Regions from separate parts of the Mus musculus genome. Here region 1 is linked to region 2. The links are chromatin contacts, called in public Hi-C maps. All regions are on one chromosome and are shown on one strand. The core of a region is the stretch at or near the end of the contact, and the rest is flanking DNA. Distances in the headings are between cores, read along the strand shown.

The links. Hi-C and Micro-C count contacts between places; a contact is called where the count stands out from the background.
Region 1: a contact with region 2 is called in a Hi-C map of pro-B cells, with 5 times the contacts expected there. The contact joins two enhancer-like sites. A contact is called at or near these places in 1 of 484 Hi-C or Micro-C datasets (pro-B cells) and 1 of 115 datasets of contacts at active chromatin or transcription factors (double positive thymocytes).

The regions. Positions count from the first base shown.
Region 1 is chr13:91,538,052-91,542,450 of GRCm38.p6, reverse strand. Ssbp2 (single-stranded DNA binding protein 2) reads right to left here. Exons shown (of 17, transcript NM_024272.4): 3 at 3,055-3,116. Gm41016 (a long non-coding RNA gene) reads right to left here. Exons shown (of 2, transcript XR_873721.1): 2 at 3,118-3,839. Among named protein-coding and RNA genes, the nearest start is that of Gm41016, 6.2 kb to the right of the region's middle. Within about 2 kb of position 1,255, at least 94 of the 459 cell types and tissues checked have an H3K27ac peak or open chromatin away from gene starts, as enhancers often do. A contact at or near this core is called in pro-B cells, where this site is marked.
Region 2 is chr13:91,199,580-91,204,327 of GRCm38.p6, reverse strand. The region is part of intron 2 of Atg10 (autophagy related 10); the gene reads left to right. Among named protein-coding and RNA genes, the nearest start is that of Atg10, 22 kb to the left of the region's middle. Within about 2 kb of position 1,512, at least 22 of the 459 cell types and tissues checked have an H3K27ac peak or open chromatin away from gene starts, as enhancers often do. A contact at or near this core is called in pro-B cells, where this site is marked.

The DNA.
Region 1 (4,399 bases), core at 6-2,505, 340 kb before region 2:
TTTTCTGGATGGTGATATAGTTGCATTTGTATTTAGTAAACAGGCTTAAACAAAAAAAAATTCCAACTTCAAATCCATTTGAAAAGTGACAGGAAGTCATAAAATTATATTTTATTACTCATTGGTCATAGCTGGTTCCAATAATACCAGCAGGCTCCTGAGTAGTGACAAAGGGAACCACTAACACAGGCCAACTTCCTTCATCAGACCACAGACTTAGGCCCAGTTCTAAACTCTTAAGACAAGACAGCCATGTATCTGTTGGATTGAATTCAGCCCTCAGTAAAAGTTTCACTCTGGACAATGGTCAGGAATACTCTTTCATCATGCATTGTTTTGGAAGGGTAGAGTCATACCTTTTTGGTAGTTCTCAGAAGAGCCCTTAACTTCAAAACTGTGAATTATCCATGATTCACATACACAAAGCAAATGCTGAAAAGAACGCATTCATAGTTTTATGGGGAAAAACCCAAGAAAATATTTTTAAATATTGCATATGCTGTATGTTAAGTTCAACAAACTTTAAAGTTTAAAGTATTTACATGCTAATTATTAACATTAATTTTGATTATCTCCAAATTAAGTTACTTCAAAGTTCAAAGTCCAGGTGTCCTTCTGAATCTCTGAGTCACAGAAAGGAGAGACAATGGCTGGTTTAAAAGCTATTCCTTCTGATAGCTGATATAAAAAACTAAAGTCTAGCACAAAAAGGGACAAAGGATGAAGGACATTATTATTGATCGCCATGCTGCAGATATAGGTTAAGTTATTGAAGAAGTAGCAAAAATGAAGTAGGCATAAAAACATAAACATAGAGAAAAACTAGACATCCTCACTCTTTTAATCCGCGTATCCAATATGAACATCTGTGGTAATCACAAGCATCAGCACATCCATAAAGATGCCAATAAAGAGAAGACTTGGCGGCACCTAGGAGGTAACTGTGAAGTTAGGGCTGAAGACAGCACAGGAGCAGAGCACTCCCAGCATGCACTGGACCCCAAGCTCAATCCCTTTACTAGAAAGGAAAAGAACAGTCTCGATCTAAACACCTTAAATCCATCACTTACCAAATTACAGTTTTGATTTTTTTTTTTTAACACTATACGAGAGACCAGCCTTAAACCCAGAAAACAGCGCAATGACCTTGCGCAACTGTAGTGGAATGGACGGTTGGCCCAATTACAGGAACAATGTTCAAACAAAGGCTTGCACCTGTTCCTGCTGTGTGTGCGACAAACAGAGGAAACCCACAACCACAACTGAGCAAGTGTGGTTCCAGTGCCACAGAACTTCAACTAAGTCATGCCTGTGGGGGAGAGGCTGGCTAAAAAGATGATGATTAAATAATGTACAAGGGAACTACATGCCTGGCCCTTTATTTCCTTCCTTTAAAGATGATGTTGAAAATGAGTGGCCAAGGCAACAGATGATACTTCTGATAGAGATGGAGACAGAGGGAGGGTGCAAGGAAGAGAGACAGAGACAGAGACACAGAAAGAACCAGCTAGCCTAGCTTAACCAAAGATCTGTCCTACCAATTGCTGCTGCAGAAAAGTATATCTGTATATACTGTGTCACAGTGACTTTATATGCATCAGTATTATCTTGGCTTTAAACAGTATCTAGCAAGGTTTTTTGTGTTTCTAATCTCACCCCCCCACACTCTCTCTCTCTCTCACACACACACACACACACACAAACACACATGTCCTCAGGCCTCCCTCCCTTCCCTCTTCCTCAGCCCCATTGGTTATATATAAATACTTACGATGATTTCCCACCTAAACCATACACTACCACAATCACTTCACTGAGCACCCTCATCACAACTTCTCATATCATACTTGGCAGAGAATAACTGAATTTCTTATCACCAAACCTACAAGCACCCCTGCACCTCCTCCCATATTACAGTAACAGAGACAGACTCCTCTTTGTTACATGTTCCAGTCTGTGTGCAATTATACACTCTTCTTTGACCTCCAATTCTACCTACCCCTGTGGTACCAAGCTCTGTTTTTCTTCCTATCCTCTCTGTGAGCATCAGAACAACTAACACTCTCCCAGCCAATCGGCACACTTGGCCAGGTGTCACCCTTTACACTCATCACAGCTGAGACTCTTGCATGGCTCACTAGATCTACCCTTTGCCACCCTCAGCCTCTCAGTCTTGAATGTGCTCACCATATGTACCATTTGCTGTTGTTATTTTAAGGTATGAGTAGTCTAATGTTGAATATGTCAATCAGATCAGTGTCTCCTACCTCAATGCTCCCAAGAGAAGTGAAGTTCAAAGAAGAAACTGGGTGGTTAGCACGCCAATACACATGACTGCCTACTACCAACTTAGTCTCACGGCAACTCTCAGACCTCTTTACAGAAAGCAATCTTATAGCTAGTCAGAAGTTAAGAGCCAAGAAAAAGTGCCATTCTCATCTGCCGCAGCAAGACAAGAAAGGAGACTGCTATGGAATGAATTGTACCTTCTCCACATTTAGACACTGAAGTCCTGACTCCCTGTGTGTTGGTACTTTGAAGTGAAGTCTCTGGAAAATAATTACATTTAGCTGACATCATGAGGGTAGAGCCGTCACGATGGGATTAGTTCCCTTGTAAGAATAAACACTGATTCCCTGTGTTCCCTGTCTCCCACCACCATGCAAGGATATGCTGCCTACGAGCCATCAGAAGAGCCCTCATTACAAGACTGATCTAACAGCACTGTGATCTCAGAATGCCTATCCTCTGCAGCCCTAAGGAAATACACTTCACTGTATGTGCCATTCAACCTACAGTATCTCTTATAGCAACTCTCCAAATGAACGTACTGAGCACAGTTAAAACCCCACACACCAGCTCCAAGTCCATTCTGATTCAACAGTAGTATCTTTAAGGAAATGCAGGAATATTGGTCTTGAGATTTTGGTTTTTGTTTTCAAACACTACATTTTAGTTCACAACTGTAGAAAATGAAAAACCAAGCAAGAGTAGGGATCATAAAGAGCTTACTGAAATGCAGTATCACGTAAAAATGAAATAAAGGATACTTACCACCACCAAGAATGTAAGAATCCGGGCGGCTCCCCCAATGTGATGTTTTTTTCCCATCTTATCTAAAATAAATAAAAAACCATATGAAATGTTTTCTGTGTGGTGCTTTGCCCCACACATATTATTTACCAAGCAGTGCTTTTCTCCTTTAAGTGCTACCATAGATTTCAGTTCATCATCTTCATATTAGTCTTCGCTCCGTTTCCCAAGTACTCCTTTTACAATGTGATTAAGAGAATGATTGGTATAGGAGAAGATGCCACCATAACTTCCTTAAATTTGCTTCCTGCCACTCCAGTAATAAACTGTCATGTCTTGGTGCTCCAAGGCCATCTGTGCATGATCTTGAAGAAGCTGACAATGGCTAAGCCAGTAAAGGCATTTACCTTCACTGTGCAAGCCTGCTGACCAGAGTTCAAATGTAGGGTCCTACATAAAGCAAGTAGAAGGGAACCCCACATAGTTGTCCTTCTGTTTCTACATGCATTATCATGGCACATGCATTCCCCCACACATGTAAGTGCACGGACACACGCACATGCACGCGCGCACACACACACACACACACACACACTAAGAATGTGTTTCCTACCTTAGTCACTCATTAACTGCCTCCCTGTTAAGTTCTTATCCACACAGAGTTCTAAGAGAACAACAGAAGTAGAAAGGAGGGAAAGCGCTAACACCATTGTCATCAGGGCTGCTCCTCCCGCAGCAGAGTGAAGACAGCAGCTCATTCTACTCCATCTGTTTCTAGCATAAGTAGACAGGCTGCTTCTTGGCTCCTGAGATGCACAAACATAATTGAGCAACACCTTGCCTTCAAGAGCTGTAGTCCAGTTCCATGAGGCTACCCTGAGCGGGATGCTCAGTGGCTCTGGTTCTCGTTCTTTCTCTCTCTCTCTCTCTCTCTCTCTCTCTCTCTCTCTCTCTCTCTCTCTCTCTCTCTCTCTCCCTCCCTCCCTCCCTCCCTCCCTCCCTCCCTCCCTCCCTCCGTCTCCCCCACCCTTGGTAGTCAAAAATTCAGCTAGCAAAGTTTCCTATCCATAGTTTCATAACCAGAACCTCTTTAGTTTGATCTTTCAGCAATAATGATTGGTTATGGAGATGAATGATTTTATAAAACTATATCACTTCACTGTTCTTTCTATGCTTTTTTAAATAAGCAGTTTAGTTACTTGCCTAGATGATATTCTTTCTGTTGTTGTATTTAATGTGCTTTTAATTAGCGTGTCTGAATCCTGACTGATACCACCGCATCACAGCACTTTATGAAAGAATATTTGAATTGAAATTCTTTTAAACAGAATGAAGCATAGACATTAAAGTTTAGTGGTTTTACAAC
Region 2 (4,748 bases), core at 263-2,762:
TATCACAGAATAACATAGAAGCTACTTAACACCGTGGCTTCCCCCACTACTATTTCTACAGTTTCACTGTCCACTCTAGAGCTCACATCTCTCTCTAAATGCCCAGAATCAGAGAAAAAGCCATTCTGAAAAATGGATATATTTTTTTTGTCAGTGCTAAAACACAAAGTACCATGAAAGGATTCTAAGTCTCAGGTAATTTCCAGGGTCAGGGGTTGGAGAGCAATGGAGCCCTCTACTCTGTATAGACAGACAGCATTCGTGTGCTTGCATGCATGTACCCTGAGGACGGGAGCACTAGGGGACAGGGAGTGTTCCAAGTTTAGACATTGTACACTCAGATTCAATTATGGATTCATTTCTCTCTGATTTTTAAATTGTTTTGAAGTAATAATATTAAGCTAACAAACTTTAAAACCTCTTTCCACCTAGTTTTTGATTATTGATCTAACTTGAACTTCACAGCAATGTTTATAATGTTCACTCTTAGCCTTTGCTGTTTTCAGAGTGGGTCCTTTTTATGTTTTAAGAAAACCAATAAAGCCACTATATGAGCCAGTGCTCTTCTCCTTATACCACATGGTTAATGATGTTTATTATGGTGAATCATAAAACATGTCTACAGGCATCTTCACTTGGGGTTACTGTGATCTTATTGCAGTCCGTAAAGCCCAATATCATATAAGAAGGTCTAGCGTTCTCTGGACAGAGGCGCCACGAATCTCAGCTCTATTTTTGTGCATTCATGAAATCTTTAGTATGTATTTAGAAATTTAATATCACAGTAGGCTGGAGATGTAGCTCAGGGAAATCACACCTGCCAACCATGCACAAGGCTTCCCACACTGTAAAAACAAAAACAAAAACAAAAACAACAAAAAAGCTCATTTCAACTCTCCTTCTAGAGTTTTCTATTTGTTAATTGTGTTTGTTATGTGTGTGTGTGTGTCTGTTCACACATGTGTTATATTTGTGTGTGTGTTTGTATAGGCCAGAGGTTGATGTGCAGTGTGGTTCTTAGTCACTCCTTATCAGAACTTTTGAGATCCAGACTCTCCTTAGTCATTTTATTAGTGGTGGTGAGGTTCTGGCTGGTGTTTTCTGGTTCTTGGCTCATTATTCCTGTAATAAAGGTTCACACAGATCCCAGAGTAGCAAGAAACGTATTTAAGGCAACTTGGTAGTATAGATAAGAAAGAAATAGGAGTGAGGGCCCTCAAGAGCTTCAGGCAACCCGGGTATGTGTGAGTCATCATAGGTATGTTTGACTGGTTTCTAGTCAGCCATCATTGACTAGAAACCATATGACTGGTGGGCCTTATGAGGAACAGAGACTTCTTGCATCCTTTGAAGTGGGGTGTGCTTGGAAGTCAGTGAGATGGGGTGCTAGGTTGCCAACATACAGCTGGATAGATACATTGGAGTTGTGTGTGTGTGCATGATACACGATACACACGGAGAGTCCTCACCACCAAGAGCACCGGTGCGCAGCCTAAGCCCAGCAAGGCAAGGTTGCTCACTGTTTATTGCCTGTGTTGTCTGCTTCAGTTCGGATGCACTGCTTGGCTAGCTAGCCCCAGGGAGCTTCCTGTTGCTGCCTCCCCAGGGACAGGAGCCCAGGCTTAAGCTGCTGCTCCCACGTTTTTATGTGAGCTTTGGGGACCTGAACTTTCTTTTTAAATTAATATCTGTAAATCTGTTTTTCACAGCGTATTGCTAAAGCAATTCTCACACACTTGAAAGTTTCTTTCTGTCTCTGTGGTGTGGAAACAGGACATTCAGACACTGCAAAGAAATGCTCCCACTTTCTTGAGGTTAGACTTTATATGGTTAACATTCGCTAATTTTCTGTTATTCTTTATTGTGCTTTTCAGGCTGAATTTCATGTAATCCAAGATGGCCTTAAACTTGCTCTGTAACTGAGGATGGCCTTGAACTCCTGGCCCTCTGTCTCCATATCCAAATGCTGGGATTACAGGCATGTGCTAACATGGCTGGCTTTGTATGTTATTCTTAAAGAAGAATTAGAGAGCTTTCCCCCTGCATTAATCACTGATTCCTCAGTTAAACCTGCTTGATTGTATTTCAAAAGACGCATAATAACACATCAGAAATATCTTTATTATTTGCAGTGTAACTTAGGAACTAGTTGTTATAAAGGCTGTTCCTTAATTTATATAATGTAAAAAAAATAATGGCTAGGTATGGTGTTATGTCAGTATTTGGGAGGTTAAGGTAGATAAATTGCTCTGAGTTCAAGGTTAGCCTGGGCTATATAGTGTGATCCAGGACAGCTAAGGTTATAGAGCAATTCTGCATCTCAGTACAACAATGACGGCAAAAACAAGCAAACAAACAAACAAACAAACAAACAAACCAGAACCAAAACCTTCTTCCTTCAAAAAATAACTAAGTAAAACACTTAAATTTAATGGAGTATAAATTTAAACTGCTTGACAATTCATTTTTCAAAGGCATCTTTGTCTCTGAGTAATACACATTGCTTTTTTTTTTTTTCAAATCCTTCTCCATTTTACTATCTAAATCTAAGTCCATAATTTAAGGTAGATTGTAAAGTGTCTTCATGCTTTATCTGTCAGTGTGATCTGAGTAAAAAGCCCACCATGGTCCCCCATCACTCCTTCCACCCTGCTGAGTTTCATACCTCATTTATTTGCACAGCCATCTTTATTTTTAATGTCTTATGAAAAATTCCAGCATATAACACTAGAGAGAATCGTATAATGAATTTCTATGTACCTATCACCTGGATCCCACAATTATCAACTCACAGCCAGAAACACAGTTTTTCAAAGCATCTGTGTTATATATGAAATGACGTAATATATCTCAATTTAATTAACTTGGCTTTGTTTTTCCCCGTGCCTTCAAATGATGTGTTTTTGAAGCAAACTCTGAAAACTTATTTATTTCATATATTAAAAGGAATGAAAGCACTTCAACAGAGAGCCCCAAAGAAAAAAAATAGTATTTTTATAAATTTTATTTTATTTTAAAAACTGTGTCAAAATACATATAATACGAGGCTTGAGTTGACTTATGCTGTTGAGGGACCTCGCCCCTGAAGTTCACGATGCTCTTCCTAACCGTCCTCTCACTCCGTTCCTCTGCCTTCGATGGTTATGGGCATCTTATGTGCTATGGTGGAATCAAATAGTATTTTTCTGTTAATGGCTGGCTTCTTTCATTTTGTATAATGTCTTCAAAGCTAATCTTTTATTTCTATCAATTTTGATCAAGACCTATGAAAAGAGAGGTGGAAAGAGAATTGGAGCGGATCTCTGTTACATGATGGCATTGGGTTTTTAAAAAAGATATTGTAGTTCTTTTGTTTATGAAGTACATTATTTTTTTAAAAAGATTTATTTATTTATTATGTGTAAGTACACTGTAGCTGTCTTCAGACGCTCCAGAAGAGGGAGTCAGATCTCGTTACAGATGGTTGTGAGCCACCATGTGGTTGCTGGGATTTGAACTCAGGACCTTTGGAAGAGCACTCAGTGCTCTTAACCACTGAGCCATCTCAACAGCCCTATGAAGTACATTATTAAAGAGGATTTAAAGTATTTTCCATGGGCTTTAAGAGATGGCTCAGGTGTTTAAAATGCGTGCTATTCTTTTATAGGATCAGAGTCTGATTCCCAGCACCCAGGTCAGGTGGCTCACAGCTGCCTGTAACTCCTGCTTCAAGGCTCTGATGCACTCTTCTGGATTCTGTGGGTACTCAAAACTACCTGCATATACTCTATCCCTTCCTCATACATGTGCATACACATAATTAAAAATCAAATAAATCTTTAAAAATATTTTCCATGTATATATCTCATTTGCTGATGTATAACCTGATTGATATATAAACCTCAAATTATAAAGAAGTCAATTTGTTATGTGTAGTTTACCTAACCATTTCCATTTTTCTCTTGAATTGGAGCTTTGTTGTGTTGCCCATGCTGGTCTCCAACATACGGGCTCTTGAGTGACCCTCCTGTCTCAGGTCCTAAAGAGTTTTGATTACGTGTCCATACCTGCACAGAGTAACCCATTCAAAGTTGTATTCTTTATACATCAACCTCTTGGAAGTAATTCTTTTCATTTCAAAAATGAAATTAAGTACAATGTCAATGTCTGTATGTATGAGTTACTTCTCTTTTGCTGTGATAAAATACCATGTCCAAAAGCAGTTTAAGGAGGAAAGGGTTTATCTTGTCTTACAATTCTACAGGGATAGAGTCTCTAATGGTGGAGAAGGCATGCCATCTCAGCAGAAGCAGGAAGTTGGTGATCACATTATCACCACCACACAGGAAGCAGAGAGCAAGCCGGAAATAGAGTGATGTTTTGAACCCTTAAAGCCTGTCCCCCAGTAACATGGAGGACTCTGCCAGCTATAAGTTCCATAACATCTCCCAGATAGCTCCTATGACTAGGACTTAGTGTTTAAATGGCGAACTTACAGTGACATTTCTCAGTCCAACCACCACACTATATACAGCATCCAAAGATGGACAGAAATTTAGTGACAGTTATTGAGTTTACTGAAAGATACATCCCAGGGATTTTAAAGAACAATGTTACTTTATACCAGTAACAGATAAATCTATGTGTTGGCTGGCTGTGGTGATATGGGCATACTTCCCAGGTGGAGACCAGAGGACCTGTCACACTGCCCACAACATTGAGGGCAGCCTATGTTACACCATGAGATCATGTCTCAAAGACCATACCAA